Linked DNA regions of Rattus norvegicus: region 1 is linked to region 2. Evidence: chromatin contacts called from public Hi-C data. All regions are on one chromosome and are shown on one strand. The core of a region is the stretch at or near the end of the contact, and the rest is flanking DNA. Distances in the headings are between cores, read along the strand shown. Region 1 has its middle 240 kb from the start of Rps6kc1. Region 2 overlaps LOC134481608 (a long non-coding RNA gene).

Region 1 (5,121 bases), core at 835-3,334, 240 kb before region 2:
AGAAAGTAAACAGCGGCAGTAGGAAGGGCTGTTTCAGAGCCTTGAGGCAGGAAGGGAAAGCTGGCATTTATGGAGTCCAGATATGTAGCAGGCTTCGTTGGTTGCTGTTTCATTATTTAGTAACTGATAACGCTGGAGACCAGACAACTGCGATAGTAACACACATTGTGTTCTGTCTGTTAGAGCTTGGGCCAGGTAGAGACTCTTACCAAGCAAGGTGGGCTCTGTTTTCACCCCACACCCCCGCCCCCTAGGCCACCAGGGCTCCATACCACATGCCACCTGCAGCGATCCAGGCCAAGGAAGGTACTCATTCCCATCCAGGGTCCTGGGGAGGAATATGGCATCTGCCAGCCCCCACCACCCTCACCAAGGAGTGGCTGTAACAGGTGGCCTTAGCAAGTTCTGTGTTCTTTCTGGGTCTTGTTTTCATTGTATGTAATGTGTAGATGACATACTTCCCTTGCAGCACTGTCGAAGGGTTAGAAATGACACCAAATGTAGCTGTGTGGTGCCTGTTACAATCCAGCTGCACTGGATGATGGAGCTCTAACCCTGTACAGAGGCATTGTGGTCAGAGTGGAGTGGGCTGTGCCCTGTCGTGGTTTGGTTCCCAGATGGTGTCATTGTTCTCAGAGGGAGCCTCATTGGAGGATCAGGTCACTAGGGACATATCTTTGCTTGTAGCTGGTCCCACTTCCTGGTCTGCCAGCATGTGGGGAGATGAGTCTCCATTGTATGCTTGCACCAGCCTGGAGCCTCCCAATGCCATGCCTTCACTGCCACATGAACCAGTATCACCTCAAACAGTGAGGTGATATCAAAAGAAAGCCAAACAACCCCCAAACCCCTCCTCCCCATATGCCTACAAATATACACACATGCATGCACATGTTACACCTGCACACATTCATCTACACAGATACACTTCTACATATGTATGCACAAATATGCACATACACACATATACATATACAATACACATGCACACATATACATATATGTATATATACATATTCACACAATATATATACATCCAATATGCTTGTACACATTCATATACACAGACACACTTCTATATATGTATGCATACATATACACATGTGCACATATACATATATAATACACATGCATACATATACATATGTATGTATATACACATATTCACATACACATTTATATACATCTGAATATGCTTGCACACATACATATACACAGATATACTTCTATATAAGTATGCACACATATGTGCATGCATACATATATATACATACATTTGTATACATATATATGTATATACACATATTTGCATACACATACACATCTGAATATGCTTGCACACATACATGTACACAGAGACATTTCTACATAAGTATGCACACATATGCACACACATATACATATATGCACACATGCATACATATACACATACGCATACATATATACACATCTGATATGCTTGCACACATACATAAACACATAAGCTTGCACACATATGCACATGCACACATACATAAGCACATGATGAATGTATGTGGAACACTACATAAAGATGAAAGCAGAGGCTGGAGAGATGTATCTACACACCAAGGAACACCAAAGCTTGTGCAAAATCCACTGAAAGCCAAGGGAGAGGCAGGGCCAGGCGCTCCCTTCCAGTCCTTAGGAAGACTCAGATCTGCTGTTGCCTTCATCTAGACACCAGGCTGAGGTGAGAGCATCTTCTGTTGTAGCAGTTTGGTTTGCACAGTGGTCCTAGCAATGAACACAGTCAGAATCTGCTATAGTTTGGGTCTCAGCTGTCCCCAGGTCCATAAGCAGGAGGCTTGGGACCCAGGGAGGTGCTTTGGTGGTGGAGTCTTTAATAGATGGATAGATGGGGTTTAGGTTGTGTGTGTGTGTGTGTGTGTGTGTGTGTGTGTGTGTGTGTGTTAGACCAGCAGGAAGTATGCTTAAAAGGGAATCTCAGGTCTCCTCTTTTCCTCCTCTGGTTCTTGGCTGATGATGGTATGAGGTCCATGTGCACCAGCCATGATAGGCTGCCGGCCCTGCCAAGCCCAAAACAAACAGGCCAACCTGTCACGACCTGGATCCCTCTACTGTGTGAGCATGAATCACCTCTTTTTCTAACCAGGTTCTGCCACAGTGGTTGGAAAGCTGATAGCGAACTTGCTTTGACGAACCTCACACACTTTCCTTTCTGTGTCTTCCTGGTGTTCCCCCACATCCAGAGCCACTTCCTAGAGAGGAGCACAAACACATACCTATTGGTCAGAACCAGAATGAATGGGCACTGAGGCCGCAACCAGAACTCTTCTTTTGCTACTAAACTCCCACCCGGGGGGAAAGATAGTTCTCACTAACCAGGATGCCCAGACAGGTGGAGCTGTCACTGTGGTGGGAACAGCTGCTTCAATCGGTCTTCTTAGTTGTTGGTCCTCAGAAGAATCGTGATATGCAGGGAAGGAGCTGCTTGAAACAGGCCAGGTTCCCATGTGACTGGGGAGGAGGCGTGTGGCCCAGCAATATCGGATTAGGGTGCCGAGCAGGAAGCAAGATGGCCGTGCAATGATTGACGGCATATTCTCTGGATGAAGGGGCGAAGCAGGACCGTCTCTCCCCAAGGCTAGGGGAAGTTCCACCACCATTTTCCACCCCTCCTTTCCGAGTCTTGCTGTGCTCCCCGATTCCCTTCTCCTTTGCTGGATGCTTACAGAGCCAGCCTTATGCCGAGCACCCGCCGAGTCCTCCCATCCATCTGATCCAGTGCCCAACGTGTGATTTAGGGGTGTCATGTGCCCTGCGCAGAAGCAGGGCAGTGGTGAGAGGAGGGAGAGAGGTAGGGGGAATCCTGGCATTTGATCCGATCAAATGCACCTTAAGAGCAAACCCATACCCGGCACTGAAGGTATCAGCTGGGTCCTGCCTACAGTTATGTCAAACAAAGTGTGCTAGGAAGTGCCAACTCTCCCTTTGTGCTGTGACACCGCGAGCTGCCAAAAGATATTAAAAAGCTCGCGCGAGCTAGGTGATGGCAGCTGTAACTATCTAAGTTATTGCCTGACAGCTGCAGCATCGCCTCGCCGCCGCTGGCCTTTATAGTCGCTTCTGCATTCATCCGCCCTTTCTCCAGCAACCACTGCACCAGCCTGCAGTGGGCGAGTCGCCTGCCCAGCCCCTGTGCCCGCAGGCGGGGAGACTCGCATCGAGCCCTCTCGCGGAGAGACACCCACACGCAGATTCTGGGAGAACTCATATTTCTCTTGGCCGGCCCCCAAGCTGGTTTTGCGTTGGTCAACTCGGACTCCGAGGAACCTTGGACCGGAGAACGGCGCAGAGGCGAGGCGCATGCCCAGGCACACGCACCGAATGCAGCTTTCTTTTTTGTGGGTCTGTGCGTGTTGGCTCTGAGTGAGCTAGAACGATATCGCCAGCTCTGAGCCCTGCCAGTCCTACATCTGCTCCCTAAAACCTCCAGCAAATAAGAATGCGGTGGGGTTGTTTAACCAACACTTTACAATATAGACACTTCTCAGCTCGACTCCCCCTGGGCCGCCCAGGCTCAGGGATCTGATGCTGGTGGCAAGGGTTGAGAGATAAAAGGCTAATGATCCCAGTGGGCATCTATCTCCGAAGTTCCTTCCCTGGCATGCTGATCTGGGGCATAAAACACATTTCATTGTCACGGGCTTTGGGGAAGGTGTCTGTATTGCAAGCTGGGGTTTGTATTCTTCTGTCGAGTTTAGTCCTTTCAGCTGTCTGCTAAATAATTCACGTGGCTCAGGAAAGTAGAGGTTTGTTTTTTGTTTTTCTTTTCTTTTTTTGGGTGGGGGGCATGCAGGTTCCACTTCCCTTCACTCTGTCTTTTCTCTGTCTCCTCTTTCTGTCCCCTCTTTTCTTTGAAAGGGTTTTGGGAGAATTTGGCAGGCTTGGCCTAGGTGGTCTAATGAAACCTGTCCCTCCTACCTCGCCAGAGCAGGGTTGGAGGTGGGAGGTCCTGCAGTTGGCCTTCAGGAGGCCATGAAGGTCACACCTAAGGTTGTAGCTTGATTGTTTTCTATTAGAGTTTAGTTCGCACAGGCTCTTCTCTGCTGTCCACATGACTGGGCGCAGCCATTTCCTTCTGGGAGGGAAGCCTGCTCCTGAAATATCCCCAAGAACCTGCCAGCGTCAAGCCCAGGGCTGTGTTTCTGGAACACAGGCATGAGATGCCCGAGGGCAGGGGAGGGCATCCTGGCAGAGTTGGGGCTTTGCTTTTGTAACATCCCAACGCGGGTCAAAACAGTTAAGTGACTGCATTGGGCAGTATGGGTCCCTCGTGTGCACTGGCATTTGGGGACTGTTGTTGCAGAGCAAAGCTTCCTTCTACGGAATAAGCCCTGCCTCTCTAGCTAGGCCCCATTGGTACATGGCCAAGACCCGCCTCTCTAGCCAGGCCTCACTGGTACATAGATAAGCCCCGCCCCTCTAGCCATGCCCCATTGGTACATGGCTAAGCCCCGCCCCTCTAACATGCCCCATTGGCACATGGTTAAGCCACGCCCCCTCTAGCCAGACCTCACTGGTACATGGATAAGGCCCACCTGTCCAGCCAGGACCCACTGATACACAGTACAGTTTGATCCTGGCTCCTAAACTCATCATGGCGGCAGTGTTGGGAAGGGCAGCCTTTAGGAGATGATGAGGTGGTAAGAGCGGTTAATGCCTTTCTCAGTGGACCAGGTTCATTTTCTCAGAGCTTGTTTAGTTGCTGCCAGAGAATAAGTCCTTCTAAAGCAGTGGTTCTCAACCTTCCTAGCGACCCTTTAATACAGTTCCTCATGTTGTGGTGACCCTCCTCCCACCCCCGCCATAAAAGTGTTTTCATTGCTACTTCACAACTGTAATTTTGCTACTGTTAAGAACTGTAATGTAAATATCTGTGTTTTCTGATGACTATGGGGCAAACCCTATGACAGGTTGAGAACTGCTGACTTAAAGACAGGCTGCCTCACGTGCGCATATGCCTGTGCCTGCTTTTGGTGTGATGACACAGCAAGAGGTTCCTTGGAGAAGCCAAGAAGATGCTGGGGACGTGTGACCAGATAGAGACTCCCAAATGGTAGGGTTTAGCAAACCTCT
Region 2 (4,513 bases), core at 1,182-3,681:
AGGACTGGGAACTCAAATTTACTCGAAGTCATCCTGAAAATGCAACAATCAAGCCCCCACCTTTGGGAAGGAAGCGACGGTAGTGCTTACGGGAGTGGTCGACGTTTTGTCTTTAGAAGGCTGCATAGGAGCCAGCCTCTTAAACCAGTGGCCCAGCTTGGTTAGGAAGTGGTTCTGGGGGTCCCTTCTATCGCATGAGGTGAGGCTGGGGATGACCAGGTTGCTGATTCTGAAGGTGTGCTCTATGGGGCTCCTTGGAGTCAGGGGCCAGCTCTTTCCCACAGATTGAGAGATGCCACATGTGTGGGCACTGAAGGCAGCTGAGGTGGCAGAGGAAGGGCAAGGTGGATGATGAGACACAGTGACAAATTAGCTAACGAGGCTGGGGACAAATTCTTCGTGGTCACAGGCTGCTGACTTGAGGAGGATGAATCCGGTACAGGGCAGATAAAGTTTCAGTGTCTTTCTCATCAGGTTATGGTGCAATAAAAGAGTCAAACATTATTCTGGATTGCACATTCAGGGGTGGAGGCATGACGTCAGGTGACTAGCTGAGATCTCTGACAGGGAACTGAGGGGCGTTGGCGAAGGCAACAGGGAAGCAGCCCTAGGATTTCCCTTCTTCTAATCTGCTGTCTCCCTCCTCACTCTTGCCACTGCCTTAAAGTCGACTCATGGTCCTGGCCACCCTATACATTAGAGAGCATATATCTATAGTCAAAGCTGGGGTGTGTGTGTGTGTGTGTGTGTGTGTGTGTGTGTGTGTGCTATATGTATGGTGAATATGAGGTATAGGGTATGTGTCATGTATGTGGTATATATGTATATATGTGTATATATATGTATATATATATGGTGTGCACGTTGTGTATTGTGTGTGTGGTATGTGTGATATGTGTGTAGTGTGTGTGGATGTGTATTGTGCATGGTGTGTGTGTATGGGTGTGTGATAACTGTGTGGTTTGATGTGTGTATATGGGATGGTGTGAGTATGTGTGATGTGTGTATGGTATGGTTTGGTATGTGTGTGGTATGCTGTGTTGTGATGTGCATGTGTGTATTTGTGTGGTGTGTATATGTGATATGTGTATGGTGTGGTATGGTGTGATGTGTGTACGTGGTATGGTGTGATGTGTGTTTGTGTGATGTGTGTACGTGGTATGGTGTGTATGTGTGTGTGAGAAAGAGAGAGATGCATGTGATGTGTGTGTTTGTATGTGCATATGTGTGTATGTGTGCATGTGTGTATGTGTGTGTGCGTGTGTATGCATATGTGCATATGTGCAGATGTGTGTATGCATATGTGTGTGTGCGCGTGTGTATGCATATGTGCATATGTGCGGATGTGTGTATGCATATGTGTGTGCGCGTGTGTATGCATATGTGCATATGTGCGGATGTGTGTATGCATATGTGTGTGCGCGTGTGTATGCATATGTGCATATGTGCGGATGTGTGTATGCCTATGTGTGTGTGCGTGTGTATGCATATGTGCATATGTGCGGATGTGTGTATGCCTATGTGTGTATGTGTGTGTATGGGTATGTGCATATGTGCGGGCGTGTGTATGCCTATGTGTGTATGTGTGTGTATGGGTATGTGCATATGTGCGGATGTGTGTATGCATATGTGTGTATGTGTGTGTATGGGTATGTGCATATGTGCGGATGTGTGTATGCATGTGTATGCATATGTGCATATGTGAGGATGTGTGTATGCATATGTGTGTATGGGTATGTGCATATGTGTGGATGTAGGTATGGTAGTCAGAGATTGATATCGGATATCTTCCTCTATTTCTCTCAGTCTTATTCTTTGGCAGGGCCTCTCACCGGACCACCAAACCCGGTGCTTGTTAATCCGGCAGGACGGGCTGGCCAGCAATGCTCAGGGATCTGCCTGTCTCTGCTTCCCCAGTGCGAGGGATACAGGTGCCTGCCACCACACTTGGCTTTTCTTAGGGATGCTGGGAATCCAAACCCACTCCTCATGCTTGTGCTACAAGCACGTCACTGACTGAGCCACCTTCCCAGCCCCTCGGCTGGCTTTTTATGGAGAGGAAGGCAGAGCTAGGGTGAACTTGGGGTAGCCGTTCATGTTCTTTGAAACTAAGCCCTGTGGTTTGGTAGGCTAAGTTAGGAACCAGACATCCCTTGCTGTCTGACAGTCCATCCTCCAGAAACCTTCCCAGTGAAGAAGGCAGAGATCCAAGCTATCCATCTCTTCTTGCCCTGTCTTCTGTAACTCTGGGTTCCAAGGCATATTCTCTTGGGAAGAGAAGCACAGCCACATGCTACGCTGCATCGTCACTGACCAAAAAGAAAGTTGCTGTGACCTTTGAACTCAAATACAAACAAATGACTTTGTCCTTTTCAGTATTTTTCTATTTAGAAGCTCTGAATTCATCTTTGACGTAAGTGTTCAAGTTCCAATTTGTAATAGTGCAGGTCATTTAACATTTATTCCACCAGTTATAAATAGAGATGCATGCCTATGCTCCTGTAAATGCAGATCGCTCCCAAAGTCAGCCAAAAAGGAACACCTTTGGATCCGTAAAGTATTAAAGACACATGATAGGAATGGGGAAGTAATTTATCCTCCTCAGACAAGCTATCTCCTTCACCCCAAGTTCCCACCTGATAACGCCTCCCCCGTCCAGCCTTTATCTCACTTCTTTAAGGTCAGGCTGCAGAGGAATCCAGACACCAGGAAAGTTTCTCATGGGAAATCTGCTGTCTGCCCTCCACAGGGGGTGAGTCTTGGCCTTCAGAACAAGCTATCACAGTTGCAGCGATCTTTGGTGTTCTCTGAGCTATCTGAGGTCACAGGTTCAATGTTACCTTTGGGCTCCTACATGTAGGTGGCTACAGCGAGCCTCTGGAGCCGTCTTCTCTTCAGGAAGTGAGTTCATTTTGAAATGGATACCCATGTGCAGGGTGGGGGCTCAGGCAGTTAACTCATTTGTAGTGATAGGGAAGAGGGATGAGAGGTTCTGAATTAACTGCAATTATCCTTAGAGAATGTAAACAATGTGAGCTTCCATGTGCAGAAGTGGGAGGGAGCGTCATGAGTTCACGTGGTCCCTTCCCCAAGGTCTGCACAGGGCAGTGCAATATGGTTCCAGCTCCAAAATTTCCATTTAGAGGAACAAGGTCATTTAGAAGGAACAGTGGCATTGGGCTGGAGAGAGGACTCACTGTTTAGGGTCACTGGTTGCTTGTGCAGAAGACCAGCGCTTGGTTCCCAGCACCCACATGGCAGCTTGCCTCGTCTCTAATTCCAGTTCCAAAAGATCCAATACCACACACGGTATTGGGCATGCATATGGTACACATGCTCACATAAGGCACTCAGACGTACAATAAAATAAATCAATCTAAAACAAAACAAAACACAACAACAACAACAACAACAACAAAATCAAGGCAAAAAGGGAAAGAAAGTAAAGAGAAAGTATTAATGTGCTGGGCGCTCGCTGTGCAGAATCAGCAGGTGCTCACCCACTGTGTGCAGTGTCAGGGGGCTGAACAGTGTTAGACCCTGGGGATCCAGCTGTCCCTGCGTCCCCAGTGCTGGGGTTACAGGTGCATGCCATTTTGCTTGTCTTCATGCTTGTTGGAAAGCACTTTAACAACCAAATCATCTCCTTGGCCCCTGACCTCTGGCTCCTGACCCCTGGCCCCTGACCCTGGATCCGTAGAAAAAGAGTCATGGCTGAAAATATGAGGCTCCCAAACGGCAAACTGCAGAGCGGCAACTTCCTTTTCCCGGTGCGCACAGTAGGGTGGGGGGATTGGTGCTGCTGCACCAATAGTTGAGGATTGGTGAAACCTGCTTCTGTTACAACCTTGGGTCATAGTTGCTGTTCATAGATCCACCCAGCCTCTGAGTCCTGCAGCTAGACTGCAGAGCCATCTTTCTGTCAGAGACTACCCAAAAGCCGTGGGGCTCCTTCCACATTCCAACCCTGAAAGCAGAGGTCTCGCCTCCCCGACTGTGTATTTAAGTTTGAAACTGCATCTGTCTGGAAGGAAATGTTCGTGTGGATGAGGCTGAAGTCTCTGACTGTTGGCCAACTTTATTCTTGCTTTCAGGTCCCTGGCCTCAGCTGCATTTCCCCACACCCCTCTTCTTTCGGACATGTTGTTGAACTTTCAAATAAGTCGATTACCACACCTCCCCGGAAACCTTGGTTTTGCCACTTCTAAAGCTTGCCCCAAGAAAGGGAGACTAGCAAACGTCATTCCTTTGCTCATGTCATGGTTGAACAATAAATATAGGGGCAAGCCCTGGAAACTCTGGAGAAAGAAATCACTCAGCTGTCCCTCGTGGGTCTCACCTGATCACAGCATCAGATGCAGAGCATCACAGATGCAGAGAGAGGGACCTTCTCTCTAGGGACCCACTCCCGTGCCTCTCTCCACAGCACAGGGAAGCTTTGCTTCTGAGGGTGGCCAGGTGAGTGGCTGCTGTTCCGCACCTTTATGAAGACACAGTGGCTGTAACTCTGACT

The links. A called contact is a pair of places that touch in the nucleus more often than the background predicts.
Region 1: a contact with region 2 is called in a Hi-C map of liver, with 5 times the contacts expected there. The contact joins two enhancer-like sites. A contact is called at or near these places in 2 of 12 Hi-C or Micro-C datasets (kidney and liver).

What each region holds. Positions count from the first base shown.
Region 1 is chr13:104,776,859-104,781,979 of GRCr8, reverse strand. No RefSeq gene overlaps it. Among named protein-coding and RNA genes, the nearest start is that of Rps6kc1, 240 kb to the left of the region's middle. Within about 2 kb of position 2,084, at least 5 of the 93 cell types and tissues checked have an H3K27ac peak or open chromatin away from gene starts, as enhancers often do. A contact at or near this core is called in liver, where this site is marked.
Region 2 is chr13:104,541,894-104,546,406 of GRCr8, reverse strand. The region is part of intron 1 of LOC134481608 (a long non-coding RNA gene); the gene reads left to right. Among named protein-coding and RNA genes, the nearest start is that of Prox1, 290 kb to the right of the region's middle. Within about 2 kb of position 2,431, at least 1 of the 93 cell types and tissues checked has an H3K27ac peak or open chromatin away from gene starts, as enhancers often do. A contact at or near this core is called in liver, where this site is marked.